Linked DNA regions of Mus musculus: region 2 is linked to region 1. The links are chromatin contacts, called in public promoter capture Hi-C maps. All regions are on one chromosome and are shown on one strand. Each heading gives the region's core, a stretch centred on a gene start, on an enhancer-like site or on the middle of the called end of the contact. The rest is flanking DNA. Distances are from core to core; before and after follow the strand shown.

What was found. Promoter capture Hi-C pulls out the DNA fragments that hold promoters and counts their contacts.
Region 2: a contact with region 1 is called in a promoter capture Hi-C map of liver, with 4 times the contacts expected there. The contact joins two enhancer-like sites. A contact is called at or near these places in 1 of 39 promoter capture datasets (liver) and 2 of 484 Hi-C or Micro-C datasets (cerebral cortex and neural progenitor cells).

Annotation. Positions count from the first base shown.
Region 1 is chr17:4,636,718-4,642,959 of GRCm38.p6, reverse strand. 4930517M08Rik (RIKEN cDNA 4930517M08 gene) reads right to left here. Exons shown (of 3, transcript NR_130984.1): 3 at 5,483-6,222. Among named protein-coding and RNA genes, the nearest start is that of 4930517M08Rik, 4.9 kb to the right of the region's middle. Within about 2 kb of position 2,154, at least 24 of the 459 cell types and tissues checked have an H3K27ac peak or open chromatin away from gene starts, as enhancers often do. A contact at or near this core is called in liver, where this site is marked.
Region 2 is chr17:4,973,133-4,979,195 of GRCm38.p6, reverse strand. No RefSeq gene overlaps it. Among named protein-coding and RNA genes, the nearest start is that of Gm41517, 8.0 kb to the right of the region's middle. Within about 2 kb of position 3,880, at least 56 of the 459 cell types and tissues checked have an H3K27ac peak or open chromatin away from gene starts, as enhancers often do. A contact at or near this core is called in liver, where this site is marked.

The sequences.
Region 1 (6,242 bases), core at 905-3,404:
GGAGCCATTATTGTCCCTTCTTGCAATGCCAGGCATTGACAGATAACAACTTCTTGGGTCACACACGCTGTCAGGACTAGAGCTGAGATAATGATGGGGCACACCTTGATCCCAGTCCTTTAACTGTGCCTGTTTCTTGCCCTATCACGGTAGTCTACTTACACCTAAAGCTCACATCAGGATCCCAAGGAGGACCTTGAGAGTCACTGGATTTTATTATTTATCTCTCTCCCTAATATGTTGTTTTCTTTCTTCCATTAGGAGTTAGCATTATTTTTTTTCCCACTGCAAAAAAGAAGTTTTTCCAAGAAAGGCTAAGAGCAGGGCTGGAGAGATGGCTCAGTGGTTAAGAGTACTGGCTATTCTTCCAGAGGTCCTGAGTTCAATTCCCAGCAACTACGCGATGGCTCATGACCATCTGTTGTGGGATCTGATGCCCTCTGTGTGAAGACAGATCATTCATATACATAAAAATAAATAATTTTTTAAAAATGACAGAGAGTAGTCCAGAAATTCTTCCTGCTACATCTTCTCATTGTTCCCTGGTCTTTAAAGTGGTCATATGAGTGCTCTACTGAGGGACTGAACATGCAATAGTATTTGTTCACAGTGTCTTAAGCAGCTACATACCTCTGTACTTGAAGGCTTGCATTGTGAATAGAAGTTGTTCTGACTAAGACTAGGGTTTATCTATGTGTGTTATGTGTAAGTATTGAGAAAGCATCTTGGCATGACATCAGTTTAGCCAGCCAGCACTTGTAAGTTCCTGCTGGGACCTAAGACCTCCTCAGCTATGGGTTCTTAACCTGGATGCAGAATGAAGCATGGATTCCTTCTTCTGGAGTGGCTCTCAAAACTAATCAGAGCTCGTGGTTAGCCCCATAGCAGTTTGCCAGCATTGCACCAGTGTATATATCTTACCCAGAAGATTGGCATTTAAATCCGTAGTGTTCTCAATTGAGTATGGCCATTGATGTCTTCTGGCATCATGAAAGCCAGCCATCAGGGAGGAAGTTTCCAGGTCAGGTCCAGTTTGATTTCTCTGTATCTTGGACTGAAGCTATGTGTTGTCTTCAGCAATTGGATCTTACTAACTTATTCTGGTGGGCAGCCTAGGGGAATGTCGAGAGCCCTTTTTTGAGGGTCTGGGGGGGGGATGTTGGGAGCCTTTCAAACCAACTATTCATAAAGAGGTATCCCCCATATCTGGCACTGGAATTTTGGTTTAATATCCCAAGGTAAACTACTAAGTTCATCATGACTCAGCCATTCAGTCTGGCCTTCTAACATTCATATTCTTTAGTTGGCTTACAAAGTAATAGGTTTCCAATAAGTTTTGGTTTTCTACCGCTGAAATGGATATAAAAACACTGCTACCTTCGTGGGTTATAATCTAAGAACTACATAGTCACCAGTTGAAGAAAAAGAAAAAAACAAAAACAAAAACTTTGGCTCTTTGAAAAAAAAAAAAAAGCTCCCAGTCCCCTCCCCCACCAGGAATTAATCCATTTTAAAAGCAATTTCATCAGAATTTGCAGTTGCTGTAAACCGACGGGCAGATTGCCTGGATTTGGGGTTGAAGGCAATTTAATTCCAGTGTCTCCACTGTCTGCTTTGTCTAGCTCTGAATTCAGGTCATGAAAGGTAAGCTGGCATCAGCAGCCAGCTGTTACTACCTGTATCTGAATGCCAATGTCCCCTGGTGTATTGACACAGGAAGAAAGTAAATAAGGTAACGTCCTCAGAATTTTCTTTACGCTAAACATGCAATTAGCCACTTACCCATGATGAGCCACATTTAATTTTAGCTAAGTGAAAAGGAATGCTGACCGGATTTATTCTATTATCTGTTTACTTTCTGGGAAAAGGGCAGCTGGATCGTCTCCTGGCAGGGCACTGTTTGCCTCCTGCAGTGCTCATCCATGAAATATGGTAAAACTTGCAGGAATTGCATGATGCACAAAACTCGAAGACTAGCTTTATTGGCTGTGCCATCCTTTTGCTTGGTAGGGAAAAGAAGGATTTCAGGGTTCCAGTCTCTGACTGTGCAGATGGGGCAGAGCCTGAGAGGTGGCCGACAGAGGTGGGCCTGACCAGTCCTGGACAAGGTCACTGAGGACCCTTCACCTCGGTGTGTGTCAGCCCAGTGACTTTGTTCCCCTTTGGCAGCTCATCGCCCTACTTTGGGCCAAGACTTCTGGCCGTTCCCAGCCATTGCTCCCACAGCTCTGATTTCATCAGCAACACCATTTCCAAAGGGCTCTGTTTCTGAGATCAGTCATAGGGAAAGAGGTTGGATGCATTCCGGCGAAGCTTTTAGGCAATGAAGGAAGTTTTGTGCATTCCCTCTCGCTTGTGTGGTATTTTTTTTTTTTTTTATAGAGTAGATGCTTTGAAGTGTCAGTATTTTAACCATAAGAAATAAATCATAAAGGGTGAAATTTCAGCCACAACTTCCAGGCAGACCGTAAACCCAGGCTCTGACCTTGCCTGTGTTCAGGGGGCACACACACCTGTAGACTTGGGTGCTGAAGAAGTACTTGGACTAACTCCAGGGCTCTGCTAAAAGTGTAAAACTACTTAGGCTGCAAACCACGGCGAGCAGATGGAAGAGTTCTCAAACTGTTCTATTTGGACAAGAATCTTTGGGAGGTCATGAGTTCCCTGCCTCTGGAAACTTGTGAGGCGGGCTTCTGAAGTATCTAAGAGATGCACTGTGGAAAAGATTCAGGCAGTAAAGTGTATCAGTAAGAGTTGGGCCAGGGAGATGAGCATACTCCCAGAGGGCTAAGCCAGGAAAATGATTTATCTCTATGGAGAATTGATCATATGGATCAGGAGGTAACCTTGAGCATCTTTGACTCATAGGACTACTGGGACAGGATTTCCAGAGACTAGAAAATAAGAGCCCTTCTGGTCTGTGGATTGAGGTACAGCTGACTAGAGGGAGCTAAGGATCTCGTAAGAGACGTGGTTAGGCCTAGAACAGAGGTCCTCAACCTTCCTAATACTGCCATCCTTTAAAACAGCTCCTCATGTTGTATTGACCCCCAACTATAAAATTATTTCTGTTGCTGCTTCATAACTATAATTTCGCAGCTGTTATGGACCATAATATAAATATTTTAGGAGACAGAGGGTTGCCAAAGTGGTTGCATCCCACAGGTTGAAAGCCACTGGCACAGCCTCCTGGGTGGTGCTGCCCTGCCAGGAACTTTGTACCCTCGGACAGGGAGAGCCACATTCTGAGCTTCATTTTTTCCTGGCCTTGCAAGCTCAGCCAGTGCTTTCCATTAGCCATGTCCAGCTTCCAGGCCATTAGCTGAGCTACCAAGGCAGAGAACACAGGGTAAGGCGGGTGCTCTGAGACATGGTTCTTGACTGATCTGCACTGTGGGAACTTGTACCTGACAAACTCCAAATGTCTCGCTAAGTCTGACAAACTAAAACAATTTTCTTGGTTCTCTATCTTCCTCCCTCTCCCTCTTATAAACAAACCAAACCAAAATGAACGAACAAAAAAACAAGAGACAAAACCCAAGAAATTCGACCCCCCAAAAGAAACCCCACAAAAAAGAAAATCAAAACAGAGGCTAATAAGACAAAAACAAAGTGGCCAAACAAAGCAAAAATGAAACAAAAATTTCACAAAAGTACCACTGAGTTTGTTTTGTGCTGGCCAAGTACTCCTGGACACAGGATTTCCCCTAGTTGATACACCCAGTAAAATTCCACTGGAAAAAACTGACCTTTCCTTGCAAGTGGGAGTCAGTACAGATAGCTTTTTGGTTAGGGGTGGGGCCCTGTGTCCATTTCTCCCTTCTAAGTGCTGGCACCCTGTCTGGCCTGAACCTGTGTAGGTCTCGTATGCACTGCTACAGAGGCCATATTGCATCAGTTCTGTGGTGTCTGGAAGACAGTGCTTCTTGGAGTCACCCACCACCTCTGGCTCTTAAAATCTTTCCACCTCTTTTTCCAGGTAGATCTCTGAGCCTGGGAGCGGGAGGGATGTGATGAAGACATTACGCCCAGGACTGAGTGCTACAAAGTCTCTCACTCTCTGCATGTTGTCCAGATGTATGACTGTGTTGTTATCTGTCTACTACAAGAAGCATCTCTGGTGTGAGTTGATCAAAGCACTGATCTAAGGATATTGCAATATGTCATTAGGATTATTTCTATGTCCCTTTAGCAGGATAAGAGTAGTGGGTTTCCCCTAGGACCATGGTTTATTTAGTCTATAGTTCTTGCCCACTTCAGCAGTGTGTCACTTATGGGTTCCATCTCATGGAGTAGGCCTTAAATTCAATGTTACAAAGTTGTTGGTTACTCACACAGTACTTGTGCCACTATTGCATTAGGATATCTTGCAGATGGACCATTATTGTAGGTCATAGGGTTTGCAGCTGGGTGACATTGACCTCTCAGTATGTGAATACTAGTCAGGAGAGATGGAACAATTTAACCAGGCACCAGCCTGACTTCTCCATTTGGTGATGAATGTAAATGGTGCTTTACCAATGAGAACAACCAATAAGTCTTGCACTGGCGTGTGATGTTTGGGGGTGTTCATGGGACCCCTTTGTTTAGACTCAACAAGATATGACATACTTATTCCTGGTGCTGGAGGTTTCAGTTGATGGTGTAGGATGTTTAACTGGAGCATCTGCTCCCCTGTTATTCGATGCCTCTAGTTAGATATATTTAAGGAAGCTTCTACAGTAGTAATTTCTACATTTTTAAAAATGGTTTTGATTGCTAATTGTCCCTCTGCATATTTCCTTTCCAACCTCACCCGTATTTGCTCCTCCTAGTCTTGGTTTCTCTTTACTTCTTCTTCACACTATATTCTACTTTCCCTTCTCTAGGAGATTGTCCCCTTCTCCCCTGGTCCCTGTGTACCTAACACATACAAAAAACTTGAGAGCTAACATCCGTGTATAAGAGAATGTTTGTCCTTTGGGGTCTAGGTTACCTCACTTGGGATATTGTTTTAAAATACTCTAATAGCACATATGAGTTCACTCCCAGGGAAAGAGACCATCAGACATCTGGAAAGTAAGTATATGAGTGAATTCCACCTTCTTGTTTCAGGTGCAATTATACCTTGCAATATCTGGTCTAGAAGGAGCCAAACTTGATGGAATCGTCTTACTTCTTGTTTTAAGAACCCCGAATGTGAAGGCAGGAACTCTCTTCTTCTTGTGGTTCTGATCATAGAATTTAAAGACAGATCCGGTGGTTGTGTGTTTCTGTTCTTAACTAAAATATCTTACTTATATTTAGAGGGTGCGAAGAGATGTCACAATGGTACACTTTGGGTGTGAGTGGGTGCACATGTATATGTCCATGCATATCCATATGTACCTGTCTATGGACAATCTTGGGTGTCATTTTTAAGTGCTGTCATATATGTATATATGCACATACACATATATACAGATAAGTATATGTATACATATGTATACATACACACACACACATATGTACACACATTTATTTATTTATTTAAAAATTTTCAAGACAGGGTCTCTATTCCCTAGAACTCACCAAGCAGGTTAGGTTACCAGTGAGTCTCAATGATCTACCTGTCTCTGTTCCCAGGTCTGAATTATAAGCATGCTGCCACATAGGGATTTTTATGTGGGCTCTGGGAGTTCAAGTCAGATTCTTGTAGTTTACCAGCTGAGCTCTTTCCCCATATCACAATGGCACACTGGGTCTTAGTAATGCATTGTCAATAGAGTTGGCCCCGATTCCTAAGTGCAAAGCCTTTGTCTGATCTCTTTGAAGTGACACTTGGCATACAGGCAGGGCATTGGTGGGGTGGCTGCCTTGTTTAAGAGCTCCTTTCTCCTGCTTTCCTTTTCCCAAGCTCAGCTGTTTGCTGGGGCTGGGAGTCGGGGTGCTGTTCTCTTGTGGATAACAGCCAGCCAGGTTGGCTCTGCTGCAGCAGCCGGCAGGCCTTTCCTTAGGTCTGACAATCAGCTAGAGATGAAAGCGGCTCTTCCTTTGAAAGTGGTGTCAATGGGCAGGCTTTCTGAGCCGGAGTGCACTTTGCAGAGGTGCCCTGCATCTGCCCATGGCTGTGACTTTGAAATGAGACATACTTTAACCTTGAAAGTTGAAGATATGGAGGGGGCAGGGTGCTGAACAGACTACCAGATGCTGTGGGGTTGTTTCCTGGCCAAGCTCTGTATTTATCTCATCTGCTTGTGGGCCCTAGAAATCAGAGTAGAGAG
Region 2 (6,063 bases), core at 2,631-5,130, 330 kb before region 1:
ATTTTTTATTCTGCATATGCTTGTGTGTGGTGTGTGTGCAGGGGGGCGGGGGGTGCATAGACAATGTTGCACATGGAGGTCAGAGGACAGTTTGCAGGAGTTGGTTTTCTCCTTCTACCAGCTGGGTTCCTGGGATAAAACTCAAGCCATAAGACTTGGTAGCAAACACATGTACCTGTTGAACCGTTTAAAATGATTTTATAGTCAGTTTGGGAAACAGGAGTCTGACATGAGAGATGTGTAACATTTCTCCAACAATAAATAAAAAGTGAAATCTACAGAGGAAAACTTTACAAATTAGACTGCACTAAGACAACAACCTTTACTTTCCAGGAGACACAATGGGAAAAGGGTGGCTAGACCCAGCATGGAAGCAGAGATCTGCTTCCTTTGAAAAGCTGGGAGCAGAAGAGCTGGCCCAGTGTGTAAGGTGATTGCTATGCGAGCATAAGACCTGGGTCTGGACCCCCAGCACCCCCATAAAAGCTGGAGATCATGACCAGAATTGAGAAGTCCGATACCAGGAGGCAGAGATAGGCAGGTCCTGGGGGATCAGACTATTAGCCAGTTAGTCTAGCACAAACAGCAAATGTCAGGTTCACTGGAAGCCAATTTCCAGAAAGTAAGGTGGAGAAGCTATTGAGCAAGGTATTCTAAGGTCAATCTATGGTCTACACATTCACACACACACACACACACACAGACATAGGAAAATAAAACAAGATGTGGATAACAAGAGCCTAGGAGCAGAGATTCAGCCACTTTAGAGCTGGATCAGGAAAACACAAGTTGAAGGGACCTACCTGAAGGTGATAGCTATTTTCTGGTTATCAACTTGACTACATCGAGAATTAACTAAGACCTAAATGCTGGACACACCTGTAAGGGGTTTTCTTCTCTTAATGAAACCATTTGAAGTGGGAAGACCTGCTTTTAATCCAAATTCTTCTGAGATAGGAAGAGGAAGCTTTTGAGGTGGGAAGATGCACCTTTAAGGTGGGCCACACCTTCCTCTGGCAGCTTATTCAGAGAATGTGGAAGAAGGAAGCTTGCCCTTTGCTTGCTTGCCCTCACTCAGGCTGGCAAGTCCATCCCTTCACTTGCATTAGAGCCTACTTCTTCGGCATTCTGATGAATATTGAAGACCAATTGAGACATCCAGCCTCATGGGCTGAACACTACTGGATTCTTGGAGCTTCCATTGATAGGGCTTACATAGATTGTTGGATTAGCTGGACCACAGTCAACAAAGAATTCTGATTTGTATAGTTTATTCTGTCAGTTCTGTTCCTCTAGAGAACCCTAACTAATCCACTGAATTACAAAGTGTGTTCACAGCCAACCTGAGACTGTGTCAAAACAATAAGTAAAAAGAGGGCTGGGGACATAGTTTGTAGGAAGCCATTCACCCAGAATGCACCCTATATTCAATCTCCAATGTCACAAACCAAGCAAATCAGTTGCCAAGGTATTTGTATCCTGCACATATAAAGAGTTATTACATATCAATAAGATGAAGACAAGTCACTCTTTTCAAAAAGAGGTGTTTCATGGAAACACAAACGGCCCCATAGGTGTGTGAAATCCTACAATGAATTCTCAGAACTTGCCAAATACTTTGTGCAGAGCAAGACCATCCCTCATACCCTGTTGGTTAGCTCAATCTTTTTGGAGGACAATTTTGCTTCGTGAATATGATGGCCTAGCAATTTCACTCTTAGATTTAAACTCTAGAGAAGACAGCCTGTTCCAAAAGGCACTCAGCAGAAATGCTCAGAGCAGCACTATAGCTCCCGGGAAAGAGCTAGAAGCTGATCAATGTCCACTGACAGAACAGTAAAAGACAGGTGGTGGAATACTATTTAGCAACGAGTATGAATAAATTATAGCCATGCCCAACAACATAAGGGAAACTCAGGATTGCAATCTGGGTGGCAGCAGCAGCAAGCAGAAAACATACACAGCATCTACGAAATGATGCATCAGCTAACACCACACATAGCAAGGCTGCTGTGTGAGACCTCCGTAGAGTCAAAGCCACAATAACCAGCGATGGTGGATACAGGATGATGTGAAGACTGGGAGTTAAAAGTAATGATTCACAAGCTTCACCATCTTCTTCCATGTGATGTGAGGATGCTGGTGCAGAAATAATGTGCTTCGGGCTCTTCTGTTGTTCTTTTGTCCATTTTTCTTCCCCTCCCTCTCCCCCACCACCTCTCTTTTAAGATAGGATCTTATGTAGGATCAGCCCAAAGGCTGGTCTCAAACATGCCACGTAGTGAAGGATTGTAGAGAGGCTCTCTTACAAGCATCACCTGCCAATAAATAAAGCTTACAGCCAATGAGCTGAGGCAGGAAATAGGAGGTGGAACATCCAGCAGGGATACAGAGAATTCTGGGATAGACGAACATGGGAGGTTTTTGGGGTTGCCAAGGAGATGGATGTAAGAAGATAAGGAGAGGGAACCAGCCATGTAGCTGAATCTAGCTTAGAATTAGAGGATAATAAGTTGAGAGTTAGTTGGAGAGTAAGCCAAAGCTTATGGCATACACATTTATCAGTAAACAATTATCGAGTCTTTATTTCTGGGAGTTAAGCGGTTGGGAAGAAAAACTCGATTTTACTTATACCTCTGGCTGACTGAAATTCACTCTGTGGACCACGATAGCCTCAGATTCATGGAGATCTCCTCCCTCTCTCTTCCTTGGCCCTGAACTTTTGCCTGCACCTCCCTGATTACAGGTGTGCCTTGCCATGTCTGGATCTTTATTATTCTTTATAACTTTGATAATTTAAAAAAGATATTATTTTCTGAGGCCAGGGAGATGGCTCAGTTAGTAAAGCCATGCCTGGAAAACCTAAGGATTCAAGTTGTGTATCCTCAGGACCCACGTGCAAAGGCTTGGTGTGGCATCCTGGGTTTTAATATCAGCCCTGGAGAGAGGGAGGCAGGAGGCAGGCAGACCCCTCAGCTCACAGGCCGGCCAGCCTAGCTCACACAGAGAGTTCCAGGACAGTGAGATACTTTGCCTCAAAACCAAAACTGAACACAGAAAAGGGAAGAATCACAAAGATCTGGGATGGCTCGGTCAGTTAAATGCTTCTTCTGGAAGTGTGAAGACCTGCATGAAGCCCACCACTGTAGGAAAAGCCCAGGTACCCAAGGCCTGGAATCTAGGGCTGGGCGGCCAAGCGGGCGGGGGTGGGGTGGGGTGGCTGTCGAGACAAAACAAGCAAACAGAAGTAACAGAAGTTTGTCAGACAAGCAAGCAAAAAGAAACAGAACAAAAAGAGGGCTACAACTGTTGTGTAGTCTAAAGTAGCAGTAGCTTCCTAAAGTAATAATCCAGGCACACTCCAATAGAAGTCAGGCACAAAGGCTAGGCTCATTTAGCATACAAATAGGCACTATAACAAACACTAACTTCAATTACAGTTAAATGTTATAAAATCTCACAAAACTCAATAATGTAACTTTATTTTTAATTAATTAATTAATTAAGAGTAAGAGTCAGGGTCTCGCTCTGTACTCCTCACTTTCCTAGAACTCATTATAAGTGCCAAACGGTGGGAGGCAGAGGCAGGCGGATTTCTAAGTTCGAGGCCAGCCTGGTCTACAGAGTGAGTTCCAGGACAGCCAGGACTACACAGAGAAACCCTGTCTCGAAAAAACAAACAAACAAACAAAAGACCAAACTGGTCTCGAACACACAGAGATCCACCTGCCTCTGCCTCTTCAGTGCCAGGATTAAAGACATGTACCACTGTGCCTGGCCTAATTTTTATTTTTTATTTTAATTAGAGTTAACAAGCCTCCCTGTAGTTCATGGTACTCCTTACACTTTTTAGGCACATGCTCTTTGAAACCACCACCCTTACTATGACCACGGCTTTAAAATAGAAGAACTAAGCTAGAAAGACAGGTCAGCCTTTTAAATAAACAGTTTTTTTCTAATATGGTTAAACTGTTTTATTTTTTTGGTGGTGGTGGTGGTGGGGGGAGATTGTTGTTGTTGTTGTTGTTGTTGTTGTATCAGCTATGTTTGAGAAAAGTTTATTTTAGCTTCTCAACTCATTACTGCTGATGGCGCTGAGTCCACAGATCGCTCCAGTCTTTTGAAGTCACCGTCACAGCAAGCCAGTCAGGCCAACTGCATTTTTTTTTTTTTTAAACCACACCCCGTGTTTCACTCAGACCTACCTTGCCAGGGCTGTTCTTGGCAGCGGGGTGTGCCAAGGGAGCTATGTAGCCAAGTCACATGGCTCTTGAGCTGGGAGTGGAGCCACAAATTGGCTGGACTCTCCTCCTGGGGATAACATTCATGTTCCACAGAGTCCGCAGAAAGCAGAGTGTCGCTGGGACACTGGGACCCAGTACCTAAAGCCCCTCTGAAGCTGTTGCTTCCTCCGGAGCCTGGGCTGATCCACGCGAGTTGGAAGATCCGATTCCAAATGATAGCTCTGAGATCAAAAGAGGATAAACAAGATCGTGAAAATAATCATTAGTGGGTCCGGCTGCATCCCACTGGTGAGGAAGGAACGGAGCGACTTCCTTGTGTTCCAGCCATGCTTATGGCTCCCCACACACATGTGCACACGCACCTGCACACATACAAAAGTGAGTGTAATTTAAAGATTAAAAAAAGGCAAATAGAAAACATAAACTAAGATGCTGGAAATAAATACAAAATTAGCAGTTGTAACAAATGCAAACGAGCCCATCTGCTTCAAAATAGAGATCACCTGAACTGCGATAGAGCCATTTCATGAACCTTCACATCTGCAGGAGAAAGAACTATGGGAAATAAAAGCCAGATAAATACTAAGCTGGTAAAGGTGGTGGCATATCAATTATGTTTAATATACTTTAGGCACCAACATTCAGCCTAAGAGGGTCATCATTAAATTAAAAAGAAAGAAAGAAAGAAAGAAAAAAGAGTGGCTGCATAATCTTGAGCACCTGAAATCAGTCTCTGAGAGCCATGAATAGAAGGAAAGAGCCAGTTCCCATAAGCCGTCCTCTGCCCTCTGTGCAGCGTTATTGCACGGACATCCCTACACATACACATACACACACACACACGCGCACACGCACATGCACACACACATGCACACATATGCACACACACACTAATGGTAATGTTAATAATAATTATTATAACAACCGCTAAGAAATTATAACAATCCTGAATTTGCATGTACCCAACATTGTCTCAAAAATAACAGAGGCAGGTAGACTCAAATAAATCATCCAGTCCCCGAAGTGCTGGGCATTTTACACATCACCCACGGCCTATTTTATATCATAATGCAGTGTGGCCAGAAATTCAAATACTAAAAAGATATTTTAGAAAGACTATCATTTTGGAAACTAACATTGGCACTTCACGGTGACAGGAGGGCTAGAGAAATGGCTCAGTGGGTAAAGAGCTTGCTGTGCAAGAGGGACGACCAGAGTTCAAATCCCTAGTACCCACATAAAAGCTGGGTGGGCATGGTGGCCATCTGCTATCCCAGCATGCTGAAGTTGAATCTGGAGATAGGAATCCCTGGAGTGAGTGGGCTAGCACAGGGCTAACTGAACCTGGAGCTTCAGGTTGAGCAAGAGACCTTGCCTCTATGCAGGGTAGAAAGTGATCAAGGAAGATTTCTGATTGCCATCAGCACTGGGTCTCACAAACACAGGCAATGGACCTACACAAGCCTGTGCACACATGCAAACATGCCTAGGTTTACACACACACACAAAAAGAAAAAAAAAGATTACCATAAGATTTTTTTTTGTTTTGTTTTTTGTTTGTTTTGTTTTGTTTTCTGAGACAGGGTTTCTCTGTATAGCCCTGGCTGTCCTGGAACTCACTTTGTAGACCAGGCTGGCCTCGAACTCAGAAATCCGCCTGCCTCTGCCTCCCAGGTGCTGGGATTAAAGGCGTGCGCCACCACCACCGGGCACCATTAAACACTTGAGTAGATGATTAAACAGGAGATGGGAGTCGACATTACAAAGCACTTTCACGAACGGCTTCTGCTATTGAAAACACCCTGCATCTTTTGTGTTA